Linked DNA regions of Danio rerio: all the other regions are linked to region 1. The links are chromatin contacts, called in public HiChIP or PLAC-seq maps. All regions are on one chromosome and are shown on one strand. Each heading gives the region's core, a stretch centred on a gene start, on an enhancer-like site or on the middle of the called end of the contact. The rest is flanking DNA. Distances are from core to core; before and after follow the strand shown.

The links. HiChIP or PLAC-seq counts read pairs in DNA pulled down with a chosen protein or histone mark.
Region 2: an H3K4me3 HiChIP or PLAC-seq map of gastrula embryo shows a contact between it and region 1, with 6 times the contacts expected there. The contact joins the promoter of dclre1b here to the promoter of znf335 in region 1. A contact is called at or near these places in 3 of 18 Hi-C or Micro-C datasets (caudal fin, embryo and hematopoietic stem cells) and 3 of 4 datasets of contacts at active chromatin or transcription factors (caudal fin, embryo and gastrula embryo).
Region 3: an H3K4me3 HiChIP or PLAC-seq map of gastrula embryo shows a contact between it and region 1, with 4 times the contacts expected there. The contact joins the promoter of adora1b here to the promoter of znf335 in region 1. A contact is called at or near these places in 2 of 4 datasets of contacts at active chromatin or transcription factors (caudal fin and gastrula embryo).

Annotation. Positions count from the first base shown.
Region 1 is chr8:26,191,512-26,195,904 of GRCz12tu, forward strand. It overlaps znf335 (zinc finger protein 335), which reads left to right and starts at 1,988. Exons shown (of 22, transcript XM_073910358.1): 1 at 1,988-2,108; 2 at 3,757-3,955. The coding sequence starts at 3,764. mmp9 (matrix metallopeptidase 9) reads left to right here. Exons shown (of 13, transcript NM_213123.1): 13 at 1-385.
Region 2 is chr8:26,006,498-26,010,890 of GRCz12tu, forward strand. dclre1b (DNA cross-link repair 1B) reads right to left here and starts at 2,511. Exons shown (of 5, transcript NM_001077283.1): 1 at 2,350-2,511; 2 at 1,868-2,101; 3 at 10-175. The coding sequence starts at 2,059. It also overlaps a transcript of mmp9 not described here.
Region 3 is chr8:26,028,310-26,032,702 of GRCz12tu, forward strand. adora1b (adenosine A1 receptor b) reads right to left here and starts at 2,378. Exons shown (of 2, transcript NM_001128584.1): 1 at 2,038-2,378. The coding sequence starts at 2,378. It also overlaps a transcript of mmp9 not described here.

The sequences.
Region 1 (4,393 bases), core at 738-3,237:
CACATAACTGCTTTGGTCATGATGGGTTTCCTAATGGCACATTATTGTAGAAAACGAGGCAAAGCCCGTTTGACTTTAGGAATTAACTTTGTGCTTGTAAATGTGTGAGTGGAGTCTCCGCAGGAATGTTGTAGCCGATTTGTTGTGAACAAAGCACCCGTATTCTGCATTGACCCCATTCAGATGTTTTTGAATGCAAAGGTTTATTTTTAGCCTTAGAGCTAATGATGGGGATTGCAGATTTTGCCATATTGTGAAATCATTTGCCTGGTGTAAATGATATTATTAATATTATTAATTTAATGTTCAACCTTCCACTTATTTATATTTTTATGTTTGTTGCAGTGTTTGTTTACTTAATAAATTTGTAAACAAGATCCTTTAATATTTGTGTGAGTGATTTGTTATTATTTCTTGCTATATTATGAATTTTTACACAAGGGTTTGATATCTGTGTTGATTCTTAGTGATTTAATTACCATTTTAGACTATTGACTGCCCCTCTACCAAACGGTTGACCATTTTTTTTTACTGTTTTAAATAATAACTTATACAGCATTGTTGGTTTACCATGAAAATCAAACAAACATAATCCTGCTGCACGAATACATGTGATTTTAATTATATATAATATATATATATATAAAAACAAGAAAACATGTTAAATGAGAATCTGAAATATTTTATGGCATATTTCAAAGAAAGGTGATTTAGCATACAAATTTTTATTTTTATTTTAAATATTTATATGTAATAAATTTATATGTAAGAAATTATGGGTAGTGTTGGGGTTAAGAAATGCGATCCAACCTTTTTTTTTCTTGGTGGGGTAGTTAAAGGGTTAAACAAATTCCTCAGTAGTATTTAACAGCAGCTGTATGTTCAGGATCCATTTATGTACACGTTCACATTTACTTATACCCACAGTAAAATAAAAGTAAAGTAATTCTACTTAATTGCTACACCACGCGCTATTGGGGTAGTACTGAAGTATGGTTTAAATTGAATTGATTGCATTTAAAAAATTGTGGTAAACAAACTCAACTATGCAATCTTGGGAGAAAAAAAATATCATCTTGATTTTTGCCAAACATGCACACACATTTCTGTTGTCGTTTCAGTTAAGGCACGTCAATGTATGCTATTTCAATCTAAGTAATCACACAATTTGCTTTTACTTTTATGGTGTTTTGTTTTAACCCAAACTTCTATTGTGCAGCACTTTCATTGCTGCTGAATGCTCTGTAGCATTCTCCATTCTCTGTCACATTTCTCCATAAATATATACTTTTTATATCCTTTCACAATGATTTTTTTTACAAAAATTTATAAAAACAATGATGACAATATCAGTTAAAAAAAAACAGAATTATTTCATAATATCAAGACGATGGTTATGAGGAATGCCACGAAAATACCCTGATCCATTACAGATGATGGTGTAGAAAATGACCTAATTCTTATGCTGCTCACAATAGTAGGCACATTGCCTAAATGTGTTCGCCTTAAGATGAAATACTAAAATATGATATGTTGTTGGACTAATTAATACCTATTTTTAAACCTGAAGCTATAAATATTAATCACATCGCCATTCGAATGATAGTGAGGTATAATGGAAATCTATTTCTATAACACAGATTCAACTAATAAGTGAAAATTAGCTCGTGGAAACCCCTTAACCCCCTCGAATTCAACTTGTGGTGGAAAAACGTTTATTATTTTGGTTTAAAAATACAAACAAGTATACTTTTCAGATAAACAACTAGCGTCGTATTAATCCGCGAAGTACACGAGCAATAGTCCTTAGGTTTACAACTTTATTTGACAGAAAACCTATGATATTAAGCGAAATAGACGATATCTATATTCCCAAACAGAACGTGAATGTTTAAATAATTGTTTTTCCATTGAAAATACCGATTAAAAGATTCCCGCACTCGTCTTTTCCCGTGACAATAAAGGAGTTCCGGCCAGCTCTGAGGACAGGAAGCGAGGAGACGCTGATGGCGCCCGACTAGAAAGCCGTAGCAACTAATCGCTTTGAAACATTTATTTTATTTCGCTTCATTCTCGAGAGGGAAGATAAAAACACACATCTATTCACGGTAAGAAAAATTTCTAGCTTATAATAATCAGGTTAATTGGTTTTAAAATGCATGTTTCTCCATGATGAGCAAGAGGAAAACATTCGGGCGGACTGGCTCTCCCTTCTCGCGCAGGCCCTCGAGGTCCCCGAGCGGTTCTTCATATCGCCTGAGCGGAAAAATTATCTGGCAGCGGCGGGAGGGGAAAATGGCGCAGCGCGAGCAGGCAGGATGAAGGGCAGCAAAAACACGCGCTTAGTTTAGTGACTGAAACGAGCTGGAAACAGACACACGTTCCGTCCGAGGGCTCAAGTGTACAATTTAGGATGCAATTTAGTGACTTTTTCACTATAAAATTGTTGGTGTGCTCGACATTTAGAGGTGTTAGAGCTCATGAAGGACCGAAACCATGTTGTCCTTTATTTAAGAGGGATTTTGTGTCTCGAGCACAATTTGATGGCTGCTCAGCAGGAGGAGAGGTGTTATCATTGGGGAAATAGGTGAAATCAAGTAGTTTAGGTGCTGTGTTTTTGGTATTTAAGAGCATTTAACGAGTCGACCACGATGGCTTGTGGTTGTGCTGGTAAGCTTATAATGTGCTTATTGTGACCTAGAAAGGTGCGATCACAAGACAACAGTTCATCCCTGGGGAATTTGACACTACAGCTGTCGACTAAAACAGAATAGGAAATAAAAATAAATTCAGGACAACAAATCATAAGAATAGAACAAATGTGCAATAAGTTAATTTAGGATTTTGTTATGATATTAGAGGGAATAGAATATATAAAATAATGAAACACTTGAATATGAATGTAAGCAAAGTATATACCTATTTCCAAAATTCCAAAAACAATACTGCCATCAACGTTTTGATGATATACTTTAATTTCTGGAAAAAAATAATATATATATATATATATATATATATATATATATATATATATATATATATATATATATATACACACACGCTATTATATTTGATTTACCAAAGTCACACAAGTGTCACATCCATAACACTGGAATTGCATATATATATAAATTGAAATCTTTTGTGAACGTTCTAAAGTTTATATATATATATATATATATATATATATATATATATATATATATATATATATATATATGTGTGTGTGTGTGTATATATATGTATATATTTATATATATATGTATATGTGTGTGTGTATATATATATATATACATATATATATATATATATATATATATATATATATATATATATATATATATATAATTCATGTTGCTTGTTAACGATCAAATGAATGCACCATGGCATACAAATGCTACTTTCTGACTGTTTTTAACAATATTTTAATATCTAACATTTATAAATGAAAATAATTAATTATATATTGGATTAGATAAATGACAATACTAAGCATCCACAAAATCATTTTGACACATAAGAGACCATTTGCAATGTACAATTTATTTGGTATATGTTTGAGTAAAATATTATTGATAGTTTTATTCTATAAAGGTTTAAAATCCCTGCCTCCACAACACTTTATATAAAATGATTATATTTAATTATTACACTTTATTTTGCACACTTGTCCATATATCACTCATGCCCTTGTATGTATTTTTCACACAATGTCCAATTGAGTGCTGTCTTACTGAGTGACAAACTTTCCCACAGAGCAAACATGGATTCGGAGGACATGGAAGTGGAAAGCAGCAGTGATGTGGGGCATTCTGGGATGGAGGAGCCGTCTGAAAGCGGTATGGGCATGGAGTCTTCAGAAGCCATGTCTGCTGATAGCAGTGATGCAGCGGCTCCTCCTGCGCCTGCCCCAGAATCAGACTGTCATGTAGGACAGAGCTCTGAGGGACTTGTGGTAAGACAAACAATTTGCACGTTTCTGTGTCAATTTACATTAAGCAAAGACACTGCAGGTAAATAGGATAAAAATAAACAACTGAAAGTTCTCACTATATTTCCATAGTTGATATACACTCACTGACCATTTTATTAGGTACACCTGTCCAGCTGCTCTTTAATGCAAATTACTAGTCGGCCAATCACATGGCAGCTAAAGACCAGAGCGATGTGCCACTCCTGTCAGCTAAGAACAGGAAACTGAGGCTACAATTTGCACAGGCCCACCAAAATTGTACAATAAAAAGTTGGAAAAACGTTCCCTGCTCTGATGAGTGTCAATTTCTCCTGCGACATTTGAATGGTAGGGTCAGAATTTGAAACCGTGAATCCATCCTACCTTACATCAATGTACAATCAGCTGGTGGTGGTGGTGTAATGGTGTGGGGAATATTTT
Region 2 (4,393 bases), core at 1,261-3,760, 180 kb before region 1:
CAAACCTACCAGTGTAGAGTCTGGTGCCAAAGTATCCTTGAAAAAGGAACATAACTGCACCAGGACAGTGATTGGCATCTATTAGATTAACAGTCAGTCGTTCTTTTCCAAGGTCATCAAGCATTAGCATGTGATCTTGACCAATCTCCAGAGGACGAATCCATTTCTGTTTGATCTGAATAACAGAGCACAATTTGTAATTTTATACAGCTTGATCAGTCTAACAAACAAAACAATACTCAACATCCAGGGAATTTATCATTTTTCATTAACTTTTTTCTGGTCAAGTTTTCAACCTGCCAAGATGCCAAAGACCGCAGAATGGTTTTGTTATATTGAGTGAGTAAAAAGTGACATTAGAAATATGCTTTTTGCTGAACGATGTAGACTTACGATGTATCAAAGCCAAAGCACATACTCGCAGTATTTACTGAAGACTAAAAGTTTCATATTTTGACACACTGTTGATTTAGTATTAATGTATAAACCGGACGACAAAAAACAAACATCTACAGTTCAACTGTTTGCATATGACATTATATACATATTATTCCAAATCAGTTCTTAAACTTCATATATAATAATTTTGTTATTAGCTATATTTCCATCCAACTTTATGCGTATTTTGGACATGTGCATTAAAAAAAAACTGTTGGAAATGGAAACGGCAAGATGTGCAACAATTTTGAAAATGCGCATAAAGTATGAGCATAACTGAGTAGGATAAACTTTTCATCAGATAAAAAAGATGTGCATAAACTATGATGGAAACACTTTTACCGAACAAATTCCAGTGTGTGCATTAAATGTGATTTTGTTATAAGAGATCATGTGATGATAAAAATGTGTGTAAATGGACAAACCAGCTGGCTGAGCACACTAAAACATCTGAAATGTTGATTTGGTCATTCTAAAAAGGCATAACTATTTCAGTATTAGTGTTATTATATTAATAATGACCTCCAGAACTTTCATGAGAGTCTGTGCTTCATGCCTTCAAATGCCATCATGCGTTCATTGCGTGTAGGCGTTGTCTTCTAAGACGCTAGTCAATTGTTAAATAAGGAAAAGATTCAAGCAGCTTCTCCTACCGCAGCAAATTTCATTTTTCCAGTTTAGTTTTGCACATAATTTTATTTTGCATCTTTGGATGGAAACATAGCTATTGTTAATTACACATATTACTATTCCAACAAATATAGATTCTCTCCAAATAATAAACTATTCAACCTTTAAAACACTGGTATTGTGTTGTCTAAAAATGATTATAAACGTATATGAAAACATGGAATCTTTTGTTATTCTGACCAATTTTTATTTTCTGCAATAAATGACATTTTGGCTATAATTTTAGCAGATCTCCCATTAGTAGTTTGCATAAACAATTACAGTTCATTCAAACATATCTATACATTGTAAATCAAGAGAAATAGCTAATTTTCAAATGCTCTTTTTTTATTCATAGCTTCACACACACAAGGTGAAACAAACGGATAATAGAACTAAGATAAGTTAAGTGTACTAAATCTACATATTTTCAAAACTTAAAAAAAGCTGACAAAAAACACAAAGCTAATTTGATACCACTCAAATTTAAGCTGTTAAACAATTTGTCTTTCCAATATAAATTACTACTATATAAATACATATATTATTATTAAAGTGTAATATTAATAATTGCTATTAATAAATTCTATTCTTCTGTTTAGTCCCTAATTAATCAGGGGCCACAGTGGAATGAACCGCCTATTACTCTGGCATACTAATAAATTCTTGCATAAAATATTCAACTTAAAGCAGTTCTGAAAAATCAAACAATAAACTCTACTTTTCCTCAGTTTGCCTCGCTGGTGTGCAGTGATCTCACCTGCAGTTTGAGCCGGAGGAGTTTGGCGGTAAGAGGGGAGCAGTAGATGGGTCTGTGGCTCCAGGTGGATGACAGGCCACAGGTGTGATCCGAGTGCATGTGGGACAAGAAGAACAGGCGGACGTGAAGGCACTTGCGGAGCTGCCAACAGTCCACAGCTATAGGAGTGTCCGGTAAGACTTTCCCGTTCATTTTCTGCTGCTGGAGAGCTCAGACTTTACCCGCTACTCATTTCTAAAGAGACGTGATGACAGAAAAATGCGTTTCAGTTGATTTTGCTGGATTTGTTGATATTCGAAAGCGTCAATTGTCAAGCAGAACTGTCAGAAATGTAAACAAACAATATAATGTGCACTTGCGAGGGTTTATAACATAGCAAAATATCTTGACATCTTAAGCACACAGCGTTAGCAATAAACAAATGACACTGAATGTTTGAGCTTTACACAATGCCAGACAAAAAGGTAAATGTAACAGCATGCCTGTGAGTGTTCATCCGAGAGTGTTAGCAGGCCGGTTAGCTGGGCAGGTGATGAGGATGTGTTGTATTTGTGCAGATGAGCGCCATGCTAAACCCACACACTGGGCTTTCGACAATCGCGGTGTGTCAACAAATTCAAAAGATTTCAGCGCGCCTTTGTGAGGCACTTCTGAACGCTGCTATTTGGTAGTGCTGGTTTGTCCGCCAAAAACAATCCACGCCTCCGTGTTGCGCATGAGCCAGTGTGACGTCACTGCTGACGCGAACGCGCGGATGTCGGGTCTTTCTTGGTTTCTCTGCTCGTGCTGTGCATAAAAAATTACAATGATATATAATAATAATGAAATAAAATGCAAATGCTAGTTCTTTCCAGAATTATTAGCATATTAAATTAGATTGTTTTTTTTCTAGTACTTATCAACATACTAAAATTATTATATTATAATTGTCTATAATATTTTTTGTTCTTTCATTCTGTTCTTCTTGTACTGTGTGCTTTGAGAAACAGCAAATTATATTATTAACAATGAAACCTTCAAATAAAGCACTTTAGGGTTTGTTTACACTTGGTAGTTGTCGTTTGATTAAAATAAATTTGGTGTGACTCCTTTTAGTATGGTTCATTTGACTAAGTGTGAAAGCTTACTCTGAATCGGAGCAAACATGGACATTTAAGGGAACCATGATTGGTGAATTGGGCTCTGGATGTTTATTAAAACAAACTAGTGTTCTGTTCAGGAGTCACGACACAGCATTAGTCAAACAACACGGACCAAAGAGGGAAGATGCAAAGAATGTTTGGATGTTTTGAAAGATCTGTCACAGACACACAAATGTACAAGCTTTTTTGTTTTGTATTTTAGGTTTGGCCACTGTGAACACTGAGCGAATCTGATTGCACAAAAGTAGGATAAGGAATTAAACTGGGATTTTGAGGCTATCCTCGCTGAATTTAGCCTTGACTCAGTTGCATATAAGCAGGCTAAATTAAACTGAATGAAGTTACTATGGAGATTTATTCTTTACAGCTAGCCAGAACAGAATAACCACCAGGCTAAGATTCATCCTAGAGATTTTTATGTTAGTTTCATTGAAGAACAACAAATTAACGAGTTTATGGTCACTCCATTCTCTTGATTATTTACATAATACTATTAGACTGAAAAATAAGTATGTTTAATAGTCTAAGCTCTCTCTCTCTCTCTCTCTCTCTCTCTCTCTCTCTCTCATATATATATATATGAGAAGAGTTGAGTTCAGATGCAAAAACCTCTGAATGTCGTCTGAAATTTCCATATAAAATTTGTTATTTTCAGTTATTTCACTTTGAAGACCACAAAAAGAAGGTATTCTTTGCCATGAAAGTGAAATTATTAAACCTTTACACTGGAACCTGGTAAAAATGCTTATTTTAGAAGAAAATTTCAGACAGCATATAGAGGTTTTTGCATCTGAACACTTCATATAAATTTTTTGTATATAAGGTATTTATCATTTATAAGTTTTTGACATTTTCTAGTTTAGTTTTTTGCATATCTCGTTTGAACTTAGATGAAGATTAAATAAACTTGATGGAATAAACTAAACAGATATAATAAATCTACAATATTAGTTAAATGTTTGCAATAATCTTCACGTTAAATTTATTAGTAGCATGAATGTCCACTGGTCAAATTTAAGACAAAGTGAACAATTTCATTTGTTAGTACGTATCCTCATATGTTTTTGTTAACTCTCTGAATGAGAGTTCCCTGATTGGTGGGCGAGAGAGGCGTGTTTCAACTTGTTACCTGATTGGCTCACATCAGGTTTTATCCACACTTGCATCACTGATTCTGTGATCGATCTCGTGGTCTGTTAACAAATGCAGCGAATGTGCACTTATCTTGGCTTTCAACATCAGGCATAGACATAGCGGCTCATTCTCATCCTGAATCAGCAAATGTGCAACGGACTAAGCCAGGAGGAGCCAATTAAAGTAGATGAAGCCGCGCTTTTTCTGTTATCATGGCTTTCTTTATTTAACTTTTGTGCAATACCCATCT
Region 3 (4,393 bases), core at 1,128-3,627, 160 kb before region 1:
TTTTTTTTACAACTACTACTGCTTCTACTACAGCCACAACCACGACTACTACCACTAAAGTGTCTACTAATACTGATACTCTTACAACGACTACTACTACTGATACTACTATAGCGTTTGCTACAACTAATACAACAACGTCTACTGCAGCTACTACTACTACTACTACCACTACTACTACTACTACAATCACATAGATACTTTTGCTATTTAATCGATGATATCTCTAATGGTACTTGACATTAAGATCACAGAAGACATTTCTAGGAATGACACAAAAAGAATAACTGCAACAAAATAAGAGGCTGAAACTGAAAAAAAATCTAAATTCAGCCCATATAACAAATAGTGTAATATCTAAAAAAGGGAAAATGAGCATATTACGACATAATGCTTACTTAAAAACCCATTTCCCATGACTTGTAATATTTCTAGGATGTGGAAATCTCTGCAAATTCTGCATTTATAGGGTTTAAGCTGTGCAGAAATGTATGAGTCATATTATGTCATTAGGTTGTTTGCATGTGGTTTCTTCCATCTGTACCCCTCAAGCAACAAAAAACTGCATGGTACTTGAAAAATAGTGTGGCTAGACAGTGGCTGATATGATAATTATAATGTAGTTTATTAATATGTCAACAGAACTTTGATTCTGATGGGCTAAATTTGCATTTTTAAATGATAAATGATAATGTTCCAGGAAGGTGTTCATTAAATTGTAAATTATATTTATTTATATATATAACGTGCCATTTTTTAATACACTCTCAGAAATAAAGGTTTGCAAGCTGTCACTGAGCTGGTACTTTTTCAAGTTACACTTTTGTACTTATAGGGTGCATACTAATACCTCAAAAGTATATATTATACTTAAAAGTTTTAGGAGAAACACTTTTGTACTTTTTAGGTACCAATATGTATACTCTTAAGGCATTAATATGGTACCACCCCAGTGACAGCTTGCACCTTTTATTTCTGAGAGTGCAGTGTTATTGATTATTATTTGTAATGTTAATTGTAATTAATGGTAATATATATGTGCACTCTGCTGACATCTTTTAATTAATTGAAATAATTAAATTAGAATTCAGTCTTTTATGACATCTTCAATTTTAAATATGTGCAATTTAATTAATTTATTTACTCACCCTCAATTTGATCTGAACCTTTATTCTAAATATAATATTGACTATAATATAGATATATTTATTTTTTTTTTGTTATTCTGCTTAACACTAGAAGATATTTTGAAGAAACCTTAAAACCTGTAACCATTGACTTCCAGATTAGGAAAAATATGGGTATGAAAAGTGAAGGGTCAGCAAATGATGACAGAACTGTCATTTTAGGTGAACTATCCCTTTAAGCAACATTTTCCCTTTTTAAAAGGGTCTTACTTTTTCATTGGTTATTTAATCATTCAAAAAAACTATCAAAACCAACTCATTCAATTTGTTGATTTACTTTTTTTTAAACAATATACAACGCTTTAAAAAATATGTCATAGTCTGAAAATGAAACATAATATCTGTTCAGCCAGGGGCGAATTAGATTTTTGCCCCAACATTACCTAGTACTGGGCGTTTTTACTTTTATGCTAACAAATAAATCAGATTTTTAAAGAATTTTTAAATATTGGCTGATGAATCATCATCATCATCATGATGCATCATCACCATCATCATCATCATTATAATGCATCATCACCATCATCATCTGCACATACTGAACTTTTGTAGAAATGTTTAAAAAGTAAATACACAGTGTTTTAAGGGGACATCCTCCATATTTTGGGACATGATTAGTATTTGGAAATCACTGAAACTCAAGACCACAGTCAATAAGCTGAATGAATGAAATGTAAAACCATGAAATGTCTTCGAATTGTTGCTGTGTGGTATGATTACCAATGCATTGGCTATATCGTCTATGTATGTGCGTCAGAACATTCTATGCTTACAGTGAAAGTGAAGGTGAATTTACCTATTTATTATAGGAAATTGAAAATCTGTAGGGAAGAGGGAGCGATAACTTTACCTTGTTGGGATCTTGACCCTCAGGTACCGGTCGATAGCTATAGCTAGCAGGGCAAGGATGGAACTTTGGGTCAGAACCAGCACCGTGCACGCGACCAGCAGACAGCTGTAGAAGTGAGTCTGGAGTCCGATGCTTATAGTTATCGCCAGCGGTATGACCAGCGCTCCCACTGCAATGTCCGCGAGCGCCAGGGAGACAATGAAGCAAAACGTAGTATCTCTCAGGGATTTATTAATTTTTACCGCCCAAACCACCATGACGTTTCCAATCACGGATGACACGGCGATCACCACCTCCATGCCCATGTAGAGGGCTTTGGCCGCGGAGAGATCCTCGGGCATTCTTGCACTCGACGGGGATCGATAAGGCGATGAATATCCACGCGACAATGGAGCTTCAAGAGAAAGTGATGTGTAAATTGATTAACTGTACTAGTCCGGTGAAAAATCCTTCCATTAAAAGCACTGCTCCTCAAAGGAGAGGCTGTATTCCACACACGCGTATGTGCATTTGGAAATGGGACGCGAGAAGAAAAAAATCAGACAAACTTAAGAAATCTTGCGCTGAAAATATCGCCCAGTTTTGGGTGTTTTCTTTTAGGTTCCTACAGCGCCTCCTCATCGCATCCACCTGCGCTCGTGCGAGACAGGCGCGCGCCGATTATTCATCCCACAATCATACAAATAAATAAATTTCTTCGTGTCACCTACAACTGTCCGGCAGTTCTCTAGACGTACAACCCGTGGGGAAATAAATTAAAAGACGCACCATATTTGTCCCTGGATATGTGAAACAAGAGCTTGTCCGGCGCGCGGGTCGTTTCCAACACTCTCGCGAGCTATGCGGTGCCCCAGAATAGATGTCGATGGGTAGAGCCCTTTGTCTCACCCATACTCGGCCAGTTCGCAATTCGGGGAGCAAAATAAGTCAAACTACCCAGTGTAGATTATTTTTTGTAGGGATGTCATATCCAAAGGTCGTCCTGCTTTCCTTTGCCGGGAGAAAACAGCACCATCCCAAACGGCGCGCCGTCTATTTTGGTTTCCTCCTTGAGAATGGCTGAGGGACAAACCTGCGTTTGCCACTTTCTTTTTCAGAGAGCCTCAACTCATTTTCTCAGCATTGTTTTCGCCTTCAGTCTTAGTTTATCTCTGGCGCTCGAGAGAAAGTGTAATAAGACTGACAGTGCCCAGTTTATAGTGTGATATAATGTGCACTGTGGTAGATATGAGATAGACATTGTGCTCGTGAGAGTGAAAGGAAGTAGGAGGTGACTGTCACAAATGAGCAGTGACTAATTTAAACACTCAATCGACGCTCCGTGATGTAGGCTGAACGTATTGTGAAATAAATTAGCAATTTTTCAGCAAAACTAATAGGTTTAATAATGTACAATAAGCTTAATGTGCCAACTGAGTGATAACAGTGAGCTCTAATTATCTCACAGATGAAGCCCATCTAATGTAGGTACTCAAAATGATGTATTTGCAAGGCCCTTTTGATGTTTGAGTGTTAGATGGAGGATTGGAGCTGGTTGTTCCGCTTTTTATTACGTTGAATATTTATCAGTGTAGGTTTATTTTTGAAAATCCGTTTTCTTCTCATAAATTGCCACAATGGAACCTGTCATTAAATTATCAGGGCTTTTATATCAAGCTGAATTACTTTAATTTGTATGGAGGTTGCAAAGTAGCTTTGCGATAATAAACAGAAAAATTAAAATAAAAAGAAAACATCATTTGATACGAGACAAATTCAAATTCTGCTGTAAAGCAGATGTGAAAAGACAACAATGGCATCTTTTAGCTCAAACCAGACTGTTGGTTCAGTTGAATAATGTATTAATCAGTATTTTTAGGTTTTTGTGTCTAAACTCTTCATATACGTGTACACTCCTCAAAAATCTATCTTTAAAATTATTTATCATATTTTTAACCGGAAGCTATACAATAATAAATATGTGCATATACATTAGATTAGTCAGTACTGAAGCCAAATCTGGAGCTAATCTAACAAAACAACTTACCATAATGGTCCAAAAACTAGTACACTCAAATTTATGTTATAGAAAAATATTAAATATAAATTTTAAAAAGAGGAAAAATCAAGAGAAGCAAAAATATTGAAAATTGGTTGAAATTTTGTAGGTTGTATTATTATTATTATTATTATTTTTTTTTTTGCAATATTTTGCTTGAATTTAATTGTATTATATTTTAATTTCTAAATATTTTTGGTGACTAAAATATTATTTTAATAAATATATCTATTTAATAAATCTGTTTTCTTTAAATACATTACCTATATTCACTGAGAAATGGATAAAAATATATTATGAGCACTGTAGCTAAAATGT